Regions from separate parts of the Mus musculus genome. Here all the other regions are linked to region 1. A link is a contact called in public HiChIP or PLAC-seq data. All regions are on one chromosome and are shown on one strand. The core of a region is the stretch at or near the end of the contact, and the rest is flanking DNA. Distances in the headings are between cores, read along the strand shown. Region 1 has its middle 27 kb from the start of Ppm1l. Region 2 overlaps Ppm1l (protein phosphatase 1 (formerly 2C)-like). Region 3 overlaps Ppm1l (protein phosphatase 1 (formerly 2C)-like).

The links. HiChIP or PLAC-seq counts read pairs in DNA pulled down with a chosen protein or histone mark.
Region 2: an H3K4me3 HiChIP or PLAC-seq map of embryonic basal ganglia shows a contact between it and region 1, with 3 times the contacts expected there. The contact joins two enhancer-like sites. A contact is called at or near these places in 1 of 484 Hi-C or Micro-C datasets (cortical neurons), 7 of 115 datasets of contacts at active chromatin or transcription factors (bone marrow-derived macrophages, double positive thymocytes, embryonic basal ganglia and 4 more) and 3 of 9 other capture datasets (adipose tissue, liver and pancreatic islet).
Region 3: a contact with region 1 is called in an H3K4me3 HiChIP or PLAC-seq map of embryonic basal ganglia, with 2.8 times the contacts expected there. The contact joins two enhancer-like sites. A contact is called at or near these places in 1 of 484 Hi-C or Micro-C datasets (bone marrow-derived macrophages) and 3 of 115 datasets of contacts at active chromatin or transcription factors (embryonic basal ganglia, embryonic forebrain and forebrain).

Annotation. Positions count from the first base shown.
Region 1 is chr3:69,288,730-69,291,239 of GRCm38.p6, reverse strand. No RefSeq gene overlaps it. Among named protein-coding and RNA genes, the nearest start is that of Ppm1l, 27 kb to the left of the region's middle. Within about 2 kb of position 1,254, at least 109 of the 459 cell types and tissues checked have an H3K27ac peak or open chromatin away from gene starts, as enhancers often do. A contact at or near this core is called in embryonic basal ganglia, where this site is marked.
Region 2 is chr3:69,493,640-69,496,149 of GRCm38.p6, reverse strand. All of the region lies in intron 1 of Ppm1l (protein phosphatase 1 (formerly 2C)-like), which reads right to left. Among named protein-coding and RNA genes, the nearest start is that of Gm52607, 33 kb to the right of the region's middle. Within about 2 kb of position 1,254, at least 8 of the 459 cell types and tissues checked have an H3K27ac peak or open chromatin away from gene starts, as enhancers often do. A contact at or near this core is called in embryonic basal ganglia, where this site is marked.
Region 3 is chr3:69,468,980-69,471,489 of GRCm38.p6, reverse strand. The region is part of intron 1 of Ppm1l (protein phosphatase 1 (formerly 2C)-like); the gene reads right to left. Among named protein-coding and RNA genes, the nearest start is that of Gm52607, 8.1 kb to the right of the region's middle. Within about 2 kb of position 1,254, at least 37 of the 459 cell types and tissues checked have an H3K27ac peak or open chromatin away from gene starts, as enhancers often do. A contact at or near this core is called in embryonic basal ganglia, where this site is marked.

The DNA of each region.
Region 1 (2,510 bases), core at 5-2,504:
TACCTATTGTTTCCGGTATTTAAACTTCACTCTTCAACAACAGATTTAGAGAATGTTTAGGCATTTGCCAATAGCCATCACAGATTTATCTTCTACTTAAAATGATGGCACATGGGAGCCAGCCAGTGGCGTTTGTAATATCACTTTCAGTACCAGACCACTCATGTTCAGATGGACACCATGTGCTCATATGCTGTTGTAAGGTCAGGTACCCAGCAGGAAAACAGACATAATGAGTACCGAGGGGTCAAAAGTGTGTGTGGGGGGGGGGGGACTTTGGATGGTAGCCCATGAGACCTTTGCTGAGCTATCCCTCACCAGCAGGCCTTTAGACCTGTCTTTCTTTCTGACTGAGCTGTGTCCATGGAGAACCAGGGAGCTCTTTACTGAGCAATTTATCCCCCTTTCATTTTTAGAAGAAATCAAAATAACAGACACGGCTGCCTAGTACATCAGTAAGCCACTTGTGGAACTCATTGATAAACATTAAAGCGGAAGATATGTTTCTGCCTTCTCTGGCCTGAAGCCCCTTTGCTGTGGTCAGCACACATGAGAGGCATGACACATCCCCCAGACTCTGGCTGCCTGAGCAAGCTTCTCTAAGCAGCAGGCATTGAAGACATCTGATGGCATCCGTGCTGGGGAGGAGGAGCTGGCCCCGGCAGATGCAGAGAGACGGCTCCTTCAGTGACTCTGACACTGTTCAATGGCACAGTTGGCAGAGGGCCCACACTGCAATCCATCTCCAAGTTTGCGCTGAGGTCAGGCCAGCTACTCACGGCCATTAGCCAAGTTCTTCGGGGATACTAAGTACCAAGACAGGCCCAGTCCCAGAGACATAGGCTGCCAGCACATGACTCTGGCTGGGGGACTTTCTGACAGGGGTCCTTAGATGCTGGGTGATCGGGGTGGAGGGGGGTTGTGACTCTTCTTCCTTCCCACCTTCCCCATTCTGAGTTAGGCTGGGTGGCAGTTTGACAGTTCTGCCAGTCTGTCTGTCTGTCTGCCTTCCAGGTTTCTCTCATGCAGGTGTTTCCTCTTAATAAAAATCCTCCACATTGAGCAGCTGACGTTATGAGACCCAGAATAAGACACCAAGTTAAAAACCACTGATTCGCCGATTGCTTGGCACTGCCCCAGAAATAGAAAGTCTGAAACCGTTGTGTGTGATCTTCGGAAAAGTCCCCAGCCAGGCGGCTGCTTTTCGATGACGATGTGCCAGCGATGACGTGCCAGCGACTCTTTACAACCAGCCTCAAATAAGCTCCGCCACATTAGCCTCTCAGCCGTGATGCAGCTAACCAGTAATTGCTCTCTGCAGCATGCACACAACGTCTTTTCTAAATAGAGCAATTGGTTTCTTCTTTACTTCCACCCTTTCCAGTGAGGACTGGAAGAGACTTGTTTTTCTGTTGCATTTTTACTTAATTGAAGGATTTGCTTATTTTTATTTTTTCCAGTGTAATTTTTTTTAATTTATTTTTTACACTCCATATTTTATTCCCCTCCCCTGCTCCTGATCCACCCTCTAACTGTTCCATATCCCATACCTCCTCCCCACCCCCTGTCTCCATGATGATGTCCCCAACCCCATCCCACCTGACCTCTAAACTCCCTGGTGCCTCCAGTCTCTTGTGGGTTAGGTACATCATCTCTGAATGAACACAGACTAGGAAGTACTCTACTGTATGTGTGTTGGGGGCCTCATATCAGCTGGTGTATGCTGCCTGGTTCGTGTTCTAGTATCTGAGAGATCTCTGGGGGTCCAGGTTAATAGAGACTGCTGGTCCTCCTACAGGATCGCCGCCCTCCTCAGCTTCTTTCAGCCTTCCCTAATTCAACAATAGGGGTCAGTTGCTTCTGTCCATTGGTTGGATGCAAATATCTGCATCTGACTCTTTCAGCTGCTTGTTGGGTCTTTTGGAGGACAGTCATGATAGATCCCTTTTTGTGAGTGCTCCATAGCCTCAGTAATAGTGTCAGGCCTTGGGACCTCCCCTTGAGCTGGATCCCACTTTGGGTCTGTCCCTGGACCTTCTTTTCCTCAGGCTCCTCTCTATTTCCATCCCTGTAATTCTTTCAGACAGGAACAATTATGGGTCAGAGATGTGACCGTAGGATGGCAACCCCATCTCTCACTTGATGCCCTGCCTTCCTGCTGGAGGTGGGCTCTGTAATTTCCCTCTCCCTACTGTCTGGCATTTCCTCTAAGGTCCCTTCCTTTGAGTCCTGAGAGTCTCTCACCTCCCAGGTCTCTGGTGCATTCTGGAGGGTTCCCCCAACCTATTTCTGGAGGTTTCCTGTTTCCATCCTTTCTGCTGGCCCTCAGGGCTTCAGTTCTTTCCCAATACCAGATCAGGTTCTTTTCTACCCCCTACTCCCCTCCCATCTGCTTTCCCTCCCATGTCCCTCCCTCCCTTCCCACTGTGATTGCTTTATATTCTCTCCCAAGTGGGACTGAGGTATCCTTACTTGGGCACTTCAGCTTGTTGACCTTTTTGAGTTCTGTG
Region 2 (2,510 bases), core at 5-2,504, 200 kb before region 1:
CCTAAAATTCATATGAAACACAATATCAAATATATAACATTAAGAAGTAGATTTTCAGCTCACTCATGTACAGAAAATAAATAAATAAACCTTAAAAAAAAAAGAAGAAGAAGTAGATTTCCTAGAACCAGAGCATACACTTACCAGAGGCTGGGTAGTCAGGGTGCGGCTGTTTTTAAAGATTATTTTCCTACTAGTTTGGAAGGATGCATATCAATAGATCTAATCAAGAATGGTGACCACAGTAATAATGGTGCACTGTATTCTGAAAACTGCAGAGCACGGATGCCGTGTGTGATGATGTCATCACTAAAAGGATAACCATGGGAGGTGATCTTGGTTCATTTCTTTTGAGACAGGGTCGTCCCAGGCATTACTGGCTGGCCTGGACATTACTTGCTGTGTAGACAAGGCTATCCTTAAATTCACGAGATCTCTGCCTTGTAAGCTCTGGGATCAAAGGTGTGTGCCACCATACGCAGTGGCTGATGCAGCTTCATTTAGTTAAATTTAACCATCCCATAGTGCATATACTTCCTGTTAACTGAAAACAGAAACAAAATATGTGTACTTTAAAATAAGACGGCACATGTGTGTGTGTGCGCGTGCGTGTGCACGTGCGCCTGTGTGGTGTGTGTGTGTGTATGGTGTGTGTGTATGTGTGTGTGTGTGTATGCTGTGAATCAGAAGAAGGCCAGGGTGTTTCTTCACAGAATAAGAGAATAGCAGGTGCTATATGGGCAAGGAAGAAATCACAGAGTGCTGAAGTTACAAGCAAAGCTGTGAACTACCAGACACAGCCCATCCCACCCATGTAAAGCACACACACGTGCACACACATACTGAGGATGAGGACACAGAAAGGATACATCCCAACTATAAAAGATGCTTCTTGCTGTCTGCATTCAGGAGGGTTTGCATTTTCATCACTATTGTCATTTAAAATGCACTTCCTTGTAGCCTTCATAGCTTCCTTCTCAAATGTCTTAACTTAAATGTCACAACTTAACCTTGGATGAGGACAACTGGCTTTCCAGAAGGTACACTGGGGAATGGCGTGCAAGCTATGATTTGGGCCCACAGAGTGGCTAACGATAGCATCTAACACCAACTTCCAGATTTACAAGTTGAATTCCTGAAATTGGATGCTGATGTTACAGCTTCAAAATATCACCAACTAGAGCTCACTTTCTCTGGCAGCCAGCAAGTGCAGAACAAATAAAATTGTTCCATAAAATGTAAATGGACTCAGCAGCACATTAGCATAACACATTGAATTCTAGAGTTTAATAACAAGCTTCTCCTGACATTAGACAGCAACGTGCTGACACTGCAGAATAACTATATTTAAACACACTACCCTGCGAGTCAGGGCAGCATCTGTCTTTAACAATGTGCTTGTTGGAATATTTATGAGACACAGGGAAGGGCTCTATAATTTATCACATTTTAAAATATTGATCTATTCTTTGTTACTGAAAACACACTACATTATTTCTTCCCAGTTGTGCCTCCGGATGGTGTTTAAAGTGAAATTTACTTTCCTAATTACAATCATACTGCAGGTCTCAAGAATTTCTGTGTCTATGGTATCAGGGCTACACTTTGGCAATTTCAATTCTGTAACTTCGCACACAGAGCTCTTGCTGAAGAATCACAGGGGAAACAGAAGGAGACAACTCTTGGCAAATATTAGATTCTGTTATGATATTTCAAGAACCCCCTTTACACAGAGTGACACTTTAAATGGATCCAAATGGCAGCTAACCCTTATGTTCAAGCAGGAGCTTATGTTCAAAGCATATTTTTAAATGAGACTGGAATGATCTCAGAAATAAGAGAAAATTCAAAGACTAATTTAAATTAAAAAATTTTACTGGCAAAATTAAAATTTGGAATTACTTTTTTTTAAATTTTCATTTTAGATTTATTTTATGTGGATAGGTACTCTGCCTGCTCGTATGTATGTGCACCATGCATACTTAGTGCCCAAGGAGGTCACAAGAAAGCAGTTGATGCCCGGGAACTGGACCTATGGATGACTGTGAGTCACCACGTGAGTGCTGAGAACTGAGCCTATGAGATCAGTGAGTACCCTTAACCCTGAGCCATCTCTCTGGCCCCACTTACCTGTCTTTAATCAATGACAGACGTTCTTGGAGGTCTAGACCCTAACTTGCCCACTCTTACAACTTTAACCAATAAATAAGACAATAAAATAGCTCCTCTCATTCATATAGTACTTTCCCAAGCGACCCCTGCCTCGGTCATTCTTCCTTCATAAAAACACCAAGGGCAAGTAGATAGCCATGGGTTTGGTGAGGCTCTGCCTGTCATTCCAGATGCTCCTCACAGTTAGTGCTGTCCAATGTAATTTCCATGGGTTCTACTCAGAGTACCCTCCAGCTTTCCAACTTTTGTCTTGATGCAGGGAGCTTAGCCACTTAGCATGGTGGGACTCAGTATTGGCTCTTACACACTGCCAGGCCCTCACAGCATCTGCTTCAGAA
Region 3 (2,510 bases), core at 5-2,504, 180 kb before region 1:
ACCCTCCACATGATCACTAGTTAAGAAAATGCCCTTTTGGTGGAGCTTATGGAGGCATTTTTCTCAAGAGAGGCTCCCTCCTTTCATATGACTCTAGCATGGGACCAGTTGGCATAAAATTAGTCAGGACAAAGTAACATATAAAGAGAAATTCACTTTCCTATAGTTCCAGAAGAAGAAAGCTCCAAGATCAAGCCTTGTCTCTTATGGTGCTATGTAGGTATCCACACAAGGCAACCATGACAGAGGGACAAAAGAGGCCTAGCTATTTGCCTTCAGCTCTTCGAAGTTCACTAAACCCATTTGTGAGGGCTCTGCCCTCAAGACTACATCACCCCCTAAAGTCCCTAGGACTGCTATGTTGGGGATTAAGTTCCCATCTTGGAAAGGTCACAATCATCAAAACACAGTGTCACTGTCCTTTATATGTCTTTCCTTTTCAACAACGGGAGAAGACGATGAGGACCAGCCTCTCAGAGTCAGATTCAGGTCCTCAACACCAGTCAGGTTTGGTCTGAAGGAACACCACAGAGAGTCTCTAGTTGGCCCTGCTTCATCTAGTCATATCTCCTGAACCAAGCTCTACCCAACGGGGTGAGATGCCAGTGCACCAGTCCTTCGTTCAGGAGAGTAAGTGATCTGTTGTCTGACGTGAAGAAGGGTGTCGGGCAGAATAGTAGTGAGCCTGGCTACACCCATGGTCCTACCACAGAGGATAAAAAGCAAGTAACACAACCAAAGTCATACAAACTGGAAGTGCGTCTCTGGCCCTGGAGCCCTGATCATCTATCTAACTGCAATCTGTGCCACTTCTAATGCTCTAAATTGCTAGTTTATACTATTTACATAGTGTATGCGCGCATGCATATGGAGGTGAGGACACGCTGTGGAGCCCTTCCTCCATGTGGGCTCCAGGGTCGGGCCTCGGGTTGTGAGGTTAGGCAGACAGCACCTTTACCAGGTCAACCATCTCCTTGGCCCTGAATCTCTCTTTTAAAGGATTGTCTGGGTCAGGGATGTAATTCATTTGCTGTCCTCAGAGAGGACATGGATTAGATGACTGCACAGCAGGTCATGAGCTGGATCCTCACAAGAGCCACTCCATCCTCCTGTTTAATCCGTTCCATATGCCCTCACTGGGTACTACTATCTAGTACGTGCCTGACACTCATTCCGCTTACACTACTGCTCCTTGTCTGTGAGCCCTAAACCGAACAAACCCCCTGATCCCCATGGTAACCTACAAAAAAGGAAATTAGCATAATAAATTCACATAATCCCCAATTAAAACTGACCATCAGTGACTGGTTTCGTTTGACTGGCTATAGGGGGAGACAGGCAAATAGCTTTTCTTACAGACATGCTAATCACTAACATATACATGATAGAAATAACAGATGCCACAAACCCCAAAATATTTTTTGGCATAAAAAACAAACCATATAGCTTGTAAGGGTTTCACTGCCAAAAGGTTTGTCTCTAATTTGCCATGCAGAGTCATTGGCATTGGACCATAGCCACAGTTACAATGTAAAGAAGGACGTCAGACAGCCACGAAGGGAGGCTGGTGGCAAGCGGGGGGGGGGGGGGGGGGAGGGAGCAGGCAGCAGATGGAGGGTACCTTACAGAAAGGAGGTTAACAAATATCTTACAGAAGCTAAATTTAGGCCTTGAACACAGCTACACAAACAGTTGCCTTATATTCTCACTCTATGGCTGCTCCCTGCTTTTAAACCCCTCAAAGCACGACTTAACACCAGCCACAGCAGACCATACAACTTCAAAGGCACAAGTAGAAATTCCTTTGCTTCCCCAACATTACTTCCTTGAGAGCGCTTCTGGATAGAAGAGATAACACAGCCCAGCTTTGATTAGGGGTCTCTGCCAACTTGCTGTATTAAAGTAGCACAGGCTAGGGGCTCTTATCTTTGCTTTCAGTCATGGGGTGTTCCTTGTACACAGAGCTTCAGGCAAAGCAGAGATACAGCAAAAAGTCCCTGGTCCCCTTGTCAGCCGTCAGAGTGTCTATTTGCACACCGCTGACCTTAGGTAGAATACCTAATGGTTCTTGATTTCTTGGTTCATTTGCAGACATACTATGTGCTATGAGGCATCCTGGGAGCATCTATGATTATTTATAGGGCTATACCAAGCTCCTTGGATTATATCTGAAATGAAAACAAGCATAAGTGCTTTGCCGCCTTAAGGAACTCCCTCCACCAACCCAGGCCCTACATCTGTAATAAGCTGTGCAAGTTGGGGGGGGGGGGGGCTCAAGAGACTGCTATCATGATGACCCCATTTAAGGTCAGAATGACATCTGGTGGCAGTTCCTTGACTGGACCTACCTCTCACACCCCTAGCAATGGGGGGGGGGGGTGTCTGTGTGAGTTATGCATCTGCAGAGAAAAGAAACAAGGATGCATGAGAGAATAGGACCAGATATGACAGTGGACGAGACTCTCAGTCAAGGCCTTGCCTCAGAGGTCCTTGATACAGGACATGTGTTT